Linked DNA regions of Rattus norvegicus: regions 1 and 3 are each linked to region 2. A link is a contact called in public Hi-C data. All regions are on one chromosome and are shown on one strand. Each heading gives the region's core, a stretch centred on a gene start, on an enhancer-like site or on the middle of the called end of the contact. The rest is flanking DNA. Distances are from core to core; before and after follow the strand shown. Region 1 has its middle 300 kb from the start of Sox9. Region 2 holds the start of Sox9 (SRY-box transcription factor 9). Region 3 overlaps LOC102549836 (a long non-coding RNA gene).

Region 1 (2,700 bases), core at 89-2,588, 300 kb before region 2:
GGTTACAGTCATGCTAACAATTCCTTTCCAAGAACACCATCTTATATTGGAAAACTTCAGAGACTGCAACTTTCTTGAGAATTGAGCCATAAAGAGTACACATGGCAGACTGCAGCCCAGGCGCTGCGGGGTGAGGAAGAAGCAAGAGGCCCAAGTCCCACCCTCAGAGTGGCCTGCTCTTCCACATAGCCATCCTGGTCCAGAGGCAGCACAGTGACTGGCTCCGTGGCGAATGGGAGCCCCCGCTATACATACCCCACGCCCTGCTGTGCATACCCCACAAAAACTAGCAGCACATTCATTCCAATCAGCATGCGGCTGCCCCCTGCAAGCCCCACTAAGCTATAACCACACCCGAGAGACTCCTGCTTAGAATGATGAACCTTTCTAGACCCCTTAGATCAACAGCACACTCATGAGCGTAGTGAGGATGGGGCCCCTGCTACCCCTGCTGGCCTCCTTGTCTTAGTTGTCCACAGAGCTCGGGGGGTTAGGAAGTACACCAACTGCAGCAAATCCAAAGGTCCAAACTCGGTTTTCAGGATCGAAACTCTGGGGCCCAGTTCACACCTAACGGAAGCGGCAATCCCCAGAGTTAATCCCCAAGGAGCCCACCACCACTGAAGCAAAACAGCACCAAATTGGAATTGGAACTAAAGTTGGCCTGCTGGACTGTGAACTCCACGCCTCCTTTCTGTGGTAATCAGAAGGGAAACTATTAGAAACCAAGCCAGTCGCTACTGACTATAATTTTAGCGACGACTGAGGCGGGGGAAAATGGCAAAGATTGAAAAGCTACCGCTCGTCCGTCACTCCGCAGATGGGCAGAGATATTCTTTTCCTATTGGTATCAATGGGATCAGAAACTGTTTAAAGAAATAAAAACAACGCTGCCAATAAAGTCCCAACCAGGGTTCTAGAATGCTTGGAAATAATCTCATCAGGAGCCTTCAGGAATGATTGGGTCCCAGGAACGGGGTAAAGAAATCACAGACACTGGGGTTTGTTTTGTTCCAAAAACAAAACAAAACGAAACCTGAATAAACCAGGACATCGGTGATACAGAGCTATATTCTATTTTCAAAACAAGAAAGAATCAACTCCAGCTCCCTAAGGGGATCCCTACTCCCCAGCGCTGGGGCTGCTTCGGGAGGCCTGGCATTTCCTTCTTAGCTGGAAGAGCAGGCTACACAACAAAGCTGTGATTGGGAGGGGAGAGCGCTGGTTAATTAAGGCTGGATCTTTTATTCTCCGGGCAATTCAGCTCAGCCTGAATGAGCCCCCAGAACCCGCTCTGTGGTGGGAATAGCTCTCTGGGCAGTGGGAGAATCCAGTCTCTGGGGCTGACTCATCAACATGACAATAGCCCCCAGGATGCACTTGGACTGATGCAGAGGCCAGGGTTAGGGAGGAGGGGAAAGAAAGCCTGCAAGCGGAGGCCCAGAGTGCCCACAGCTGACTGGGGCTATTTCGGCGCATGGAATTTCTTCCCTCTTTCTTTTATAAGAGATGTTTGCTAATTGGTAGAGCTCAGAAAACAATATACCATTAAGAATCTCTTTCCTTCCTCTCCCATCTCCTCCCTCCCTTTTAAAACTCCCCTCCCCCACTCCCAAACTACTTTTGTTCTGGTGTTTGCACGAAGTCTTATTTTATTATTATTATTATTACTATTTCTCTTTAGCATGAAACTTACAGACAGGAAGACAGTTGGATTTTTCTGTCTAAGGGTTTTCGAAACTTATAATCCCTTATAAGAACCTTGGCTATGGTCCTGTTACATCTAACTCATTAGGGTCGCCTTGCATTCGATACACTGATAGGAATACACTTTGGAGGAGTGAATCCTGGAAATTAGTCTGATCTGATAATTTTTTTCCCTTCCTCGTTTATTTTTTTAAATCCCAAGAACCTATTTAAAGTGAGAACAATTGAATCGTTCCAGTTGACAGGATACCGATCACATTGGAGACCCCGTGAGGAAATGCTGACTGAGTCCAGGGATAAATGAATGCCAGCAGGCTTTGCCAGCAACCCAGAAAGTGATGGGGGGAAACTTGCCCTCTCCTACCCTGCCGATGTCCCAATGTGTTCATCTTCCCAAGGATAGGAAGAAACAGAGTGACTTTGAAGCAGATCCTATTTTTAATAGTTCTATGGAAACACAAGACGCCTGCATTCTCCCTTAGGTTTAAAATGTAACACTTTAGAGCAATGGTTCTCAACCTTCCTAATGCTACAACTCTTCAATACAGTTCCTCATGCTATGGTCACACACACACACACACACACACACACACACACACACACACACAGAGCAAAAATTATTTTCTTGCTATTTCATAACTATAGCTTTGCTACTGTTGTGAATTATAATAATATCTGACATGCAGGATATCTGAAATGTGACCACCCCACACACACACACAAAGGGGTCACAACCCACAGGTTGAGAATCAATGCTCCAGAGGAAGGATTCTGAATGATTTTCCTCAGTGATATAGGTACTGAACCACAACTTCAAACACACAGGCTGCCACTGGTTCATACACACGGCATCCCAGGAGTCTCAGAAGGGGCGTGCACACAAAGGATCTGGAGGAGGAGGAGGAGGAGGAGGAGGAGGAGGAGGAGGAGGAGGAGGAGGAGGAGGAGGAGGAGGAGGAGGAGGTGAAAGCAACTCAGAACCCTGACCCACTC
Region 2 (2,700 bases), core at 112-2,611:
ACTAAGATTTTTTTATTCGTTCCAGAAAAGATAATTCCTCCCTTATCCAACTTTGCTCTAAGAGTTTGAATAAACACGGATCTTCGGCTCCAAGCACTCTTAAAGTACAACGGACACCTACGTGGCCTCCCCCAGAACGCCCACCTGTGTGCAGGTCTAAAAGGACGCGACTAAAGTTCAGACGCCTAGCGCTTCGCCTTCCCAGGTTATCTGGTAAAGGAAGGCCCAAGCGAGGGAGTCACAAGGCTCCGCCAAAGTGGCCCGTTTTGTCTGGAGTCTCCAGTCCAAGTCAAGGGCCTTCTCGGCCTCACCGTCCTGCGCTGCCACCTTTGCAAACTTCACTCTCAACACCGGAGCAGTTTTTGCAAACTCCAGTAGCGAACCTGATGGTGTTTGTGACTCAGCCAGGAGGCTAGAAACAAAACTCTAAAGTAATAATCCTGACTCCAAGGGGCGTCAGAGTGCTGGAGGGGCCGGGGAAGGACTTGTCAGTTCAAGGTCGGCGTGGCCCAAGGGACCGGCCGCTAGAGCCCGGGACTGCGCGGTCCCCGCCGCCAGCTTTCGCCGGTGCTTGGCTTTGGTTTTCATTGATTCCCACTGCGAGAGCGCAGCAGAATCTCCAGCCACCACCACACCGGCCTCGGTGAACCAGAGCGCGTTAATCTATTTATATGGATTATTACAGAGAACAGCGGGCGTTGAGTCACCCAAACATTTGCTTCCAAAAGACAATTTCTAAGCACTTTTTGGGAAGCCGGCAGACTCCAGGCGCAGAAGCTGAGCTCCGCTTTGACGAGCAGCTGTTGCAATTTCCATTGCTGTAAACGCCAGCAAAGTCCCGGGTACCACGGAGACAGCATCGAAAAAGTAGTGGACTGTGGTGGGGGGGGGGGCGGGAGGGATAGTGGGAGGGGGGTCCTAGTCTAGACATGCGCGCGTACACACACACACACACACACACACACACACACACACACACACACACACAAGGAGACCGTTCCAAAACTGTGACATTCGGAGAGTAGAGAGCAAACTTACACACTCGGACGTCCCGGGTCCCCCGCCTGCCCCGCGCCCCCCCCCCCAAGTCCCCTCACCCCACCATCCCCATCCACCCTCCGGCTGAGCTTCCCTCCCCTCTCCTCCCCTCGAGTCTCGTCACCCAACCCGGAGCCACAATCCTCCCCCCACCCTTTCAAAATCCGGTCCAATCAGCGACTTGCCAACCCTGATGACTGCCGAGCCGTGATTGGTCCGAGGTCTCTAAGGTGAAGGGGGAGTATTTATTAAAGAGACTCTGGGCTGGGAGCCGGAGAGCTGAGAGCGTTGCTCGGAACTGTCTGGAAACTTCAGTGGGAGCGACAACTTTACCAGTTTCGGTCCAGGAACTTTTCTTTGCAAAAGAGACGGGGTGCAAGTAGCCCTGGTTTCGTTCTCTGTTTTCCCTCCCTCCTCCTCCGCTCCGATTCGCCTTCCCCGGGTTTGGAGCGGGCAACTGAGCACTGGCCACCCAGCGCCTCTGCTAAGTGCTCGCCGCCGCAGCCGGGTGACGCGCCAACCTCCCCGGGAGCCGTTCGCTCGGCGTCCGCGTCCGGGCAGCTGAGGGAAGAGGAGCCCCAGCAGCCGCGGCTTCTCTCCTTTCCCGGCCACCCGCCCCCTGCCCCGGGCTCGCGTATGAATCTCCTGGACCCCTTCATGAAGATGACCGACGAGCAGGAGAAGGGCTTGTCTGGCGCCCCCAGCCCCACCATGTCGGAGGACTCGGCTGGTTCGCCCTGCCCCTCGGGCTCAGGCTCCGACACGGAGAACACACGGCCCCAGGAGAACACGTTCCCCAAGGGCGAGCCGGATCTGAAGAAGGAGAGCGAGGAAGATAAATTCCCAGTGTGCATCCGCGAGGCGGTCAGCCAGGTGCTGAAGGGCTACGACTGGACCCTGGTGCCCATGCCGGTGCGCGTCAACGGCTCCAGCAAGAACAAGCCACACGTCAAGCGGCCCATGAACGCCTTCATGGTGTGGGCGCAGGCTGCGCGCAGGAAGCTGGCAGACCAGTACCCGCATCTGCACAACGCGGAGCTCAGCAAGACTCTGGGCAAGCTCTGGAGGTGAGCGCGCGGGCTGCCACGGAGGGCTCAGTGGCTACCCGGGACGCGGGCTGCACTTACCGACCCCGCCCCGCCTCCCTGAGTTGTGCATCCTGGGGTCTTCGGTCCAGGATGCAGGGCGGGGAGGGCGGGGAGGGCAGGGAGGGCTGGGGGGGGGGGGACGCAGCTCAAAGTTTGAGAAAGTTCTTGGGATTGCTCTTAGCGATGGCGGGGAGTTGGGGGGTGCGCGGTGGAGAGTGGCGTGAATGTAGGAATGTAGTGGGGAGTGAGGGGGTGTGCCACCCCGGTCCTCCTTGAAAGGAACAATTAGAGGAAGCAAGCCCACCTCCCCCCCCCCCCCGGCCAACTGCGCTCTTTCCTGGGAAGACCGAGTGAAGGGAAAGTGTAACTGAGACCGGAGTAGACCCAGGCAAGAATTGGGGAAAGCTACTGAGAACTGGTAGGGGCGTGGATCGACAGAGCGAGCTTCTTGCAATTTAAGTGGGTTTTCGGAAAGTTTTTACTGCGTGTTGGGAGGGGTGGACCGCTCCGGTAGCAAAGGCGTTTAGAGCAGCCTCAGCAGGGAGCTATTTTCGTCTACTGGGCTTCCAAAATA
Region 3 (2,700 bases), core at 107-2,606, 280 kb after region 2:
GTTATTTACAGAGCATTTCCTAGGCATGTAAGGGATAAAATCTGATGCTCCTGGGTGGCTCTGCCTTCCCTGAAGGTGAGAAGGTGACACACTGGGTCAGTTCCCAGGGCAGGAGCAACTCGGAAACAGCACCCCAATAACGGTGTGGCCCAAGAGAGGGACATGGTCACGCTAATCTCCCTGTGAGATCTACAGGGTCTCTTAAGAACCGCTCACGGGTGAGAGTCCTGGGATCTGTTTCTCCCACTGCCCAGCTCCTGAAGAAGGGGAAGAGAGGATCCAATGGCAGATTGGCTGCTCCTGCCTAGGCTCAGACAAATCACACCCACCTGACTTATCAGCTGTGGGAGGTAAAGAAGCTCTTAAGCCCCAGGTGGGTGCCTGTAAAGCCACCCTCCCAGGGAGCCCAGACCTCAGGCCTTGCTAAATTGACTGCTAATCACCATAAGCACCCTGGTTCTGCATCCTCCATCTGGGTGGTCCTTAGCCACTCCCAAGCCTTGTCACAGGCTGGGTGATCTCAGCAGGCCTCACCACACACACACACACACACACACACACACACACACACACATACACACACACATACACACACACACACACACACACACACACACACACACACACACACACACACACAGCCAATAGGCAGGATGCGTCTTACCATCCCCACTTTACAGATGTGGATGCTCTGCCAGGGAGGAAGTGAGCAAAGCAATTCAGGGGTAGCTCCTTGCTGGTGGCCACCCAGAAGCACTGGGCCCAGTTCTTGGGCAAAAGGCATCTATGAGCTCTGGAGGGCTTTGCAGTGGTAGCCACAACTACTGGGATAGGTCTCTTCCCTCTGGACCCAGGGCTTCCTTTACGGACCTTACGGAGTAGCCAAAAGTGCCCGCCTGCCAGGCTTCCTCCTCCTGTCTGGCAATATGGTCTTGGAGAGCAAGACCCTGGCAGCAACAAGGCATGGCTCGTGCCCAGGCCGGGCCTCCCCTCAAAGTGGCCGGGCATGTCGTTTGGAATCTGAGGGGAGAAGTCGCTGCATTCTGTACTTTTCCAGGCACGGAGAGAGAAGGGATTAGGCAGAGCTGACCTCAACTCCTAGCTCAACTTTCCACTGAAGCTTCCCCCAGGGCAAAGCCCTCTGTCTGCCCTCCACCAGCTTAGCATCTCAGGATGTGGACCGAAGACTCCCGCACAAGACAAACACTACCTTCTTTTGGGGCTACATCATGCCTGACCCTTAGCTATGAGTAGCTGGGGTAGATACTTGTGGGTGGGGCATTTAGGATGATACAGTCCGTGTCTCCCGAAACCTTTCCCCAGACCAGACTGAGTTCTGGAAGCAGAATTCTGGAGTTTGGCACCTGCTTGGCAGAATGAGGCTGGGCCAGGCCCTGCCCAGCGGACACTGGGAAGTCCGGATCTTACAGTGGGTCTAAAACAAGAGGCTCCCCTCCCCAGCCTGTTTCTATGTGGCATCTGTGACTTGAGAGATGCTGTACACCTAAGGGCTTGTCTGCATTTTGGGGGCTAGATGGAGAGGAGCCCCCAAGAACATGAGGGCAACTGTCTGCAAGCTGCCTCTAGCCTCTGTGTTCTGTTCCCATGACACCGGCAGCGTTAATAACTAACCACGTCCCAGACAGGTGCTGGCGGCTTGGCCTTAGGAGTTCTTGCTCAGGGTTGGAAGTGAGTCATTTCCCTTTTTTATAGTCTGCTAGCTGACTGAGTCACCCCAGGCCGACCCTTTCACACAAGCTCTCTCCTTCTGGCCGACTCACATGCACGGCTGTACCCTAGACTTGCCTCCTTTCTAGGTCAGCTGGGACCGGTGGGGCTGACCCTTGTGGTCCCCATCTTGCCTTGCACCCTCAGCTGGGACATTGCCTTGCTGTCCCAAGGAGCCCCAGAACTGTCTCAGGAACACAAGGCCTGCCTAACTGGTAGGTGCCATGCCTGAGGCCCAAGAAGGTTGTTCTCACCTTTGACATTTACTCTGAACAGTGCCTTCCAGTCCCCTCTACCCTCTGCTTTTGATAAGGATAGAAAGGGGGTTTGGCGCATGGCTCAGCCAGTAAAGTGCTTGCATTTCAAGTAAAAGCCGGGCATAGCAGTAGCCCCAGAAATGTCAGATAATAAGTGGAGTTGGGGGATGCCTGGAGCTCACAGGTCAGCCAGCCTGAACTACAACTGAAGTTCCAGACCAACCAGAGACTGACTTTCAAACAAACAAACAACAAACAAACAAACAAACAAAAAAAAACGGTGGACAGTGAACAGCATTCCTATAGGGTATCAGGTGAGCACTGAGCCCCGAGTGTCAGGTACTCATTCATTAGGTGAGTTTAGTGTAAACCTCTGAGAGAAACCACAAATAACCCCCCCCCAAGGGGAGAGAGATGCATGCTTGCAGGCAAACCTTTCCATGTTCCTGTGTGTTTTTATTTAATTATTTTTCCATACAATGTATTTTAAATCATGTTTTTCCCTTCCCCCAACCCCTACCAGATCCTCCTGGATCCCTCCCCACCCAACTGTATGGGTCTCTCTTCTTCCTCTGCAAAACCAAAGACTGAGGGGGAAATAAAATAAAAATAAAAATAAAAGACAGGTGCATTTTTTAAATTACCACCACACGTCCTCCAACTAGTTAGGGGAGCTGTTCTCTCTCTTATCCCGCAGACTTCCTCTTCTGCTGTC

The links. Hi-C and Micro-C count contacts between places; a contact is called where the count stands out from the background.
Region 1: a Hi-C map of Schwann cells shows a contact between it and region 2, with 6 times the contacts expected there. The contact joins the enhancer-like site here to the promoter of Sox9 in region 2. A contact is called at or near these places in 1 of 12 Hi-C or Micro-C datasets (Schwann cells) and 1 of 1 datasets of contacts at active chromatin or transcription factors (oligodendrocytes).
Region 3: a Hi-C map of Schwann cells shows a contact between it and region 2, with 4 times the contacts expected there. The contact joins the enhancer-like site here to the promoter of Sox9 in region 2. A contact is called at or near these places in 1 of 12 Hi-C or Micro-C datasets (Schwann cells) and 1 of 1 datasets of contacts at active chromatin or transcription factors (oligodendrocytes).

Annotation. Positions count from the first base shown.
Region 1 is chr10:98,000,938-98,003,637 of GRCr8, forward strand. No RefSeq gene overlaps it. Among named protein-coding and RNA genes, the nearest start is that of Sox9, 300 kb to the right of the region's middle. Within about 2 kb of position 1,339, at least 9 of the 93 cell types and tissues checked have an H3K27ac peak or open chromatin away from gene starts, as enhancers often do. A contact at or near this core is called in Schwann cells, where this site is marked.
Region 2 is chr10:98,304,383-98,307,082 of GRCr8, forward strand. Sox9 (SRY-box transcription factor 9) reads left to right here and starts at 1,362. Exons shown (of 3, transcript NM_080403.2): 1 at 1,362-2,105. The coding sequence starts at 1,675.
Region 3 is chr10:98,588,930-98,591,629 of GRCr8, forward strand. All of the region lies in intron 2 of LOC102549836 (a long non-coding RNA gene), which reads right to left. Among named protein-coding and RNA genes, the nearest start is that of Mir297, 130 kb to the right of the region's middle. Within about 2 kb of position 1,357, at least 20 of the 93 cell types and tissues checked have an H3K27ac peak or open chromatin away from gene starts, as enhancers often do. A contact at or near this core is called in Schwann cells, where this site is marked.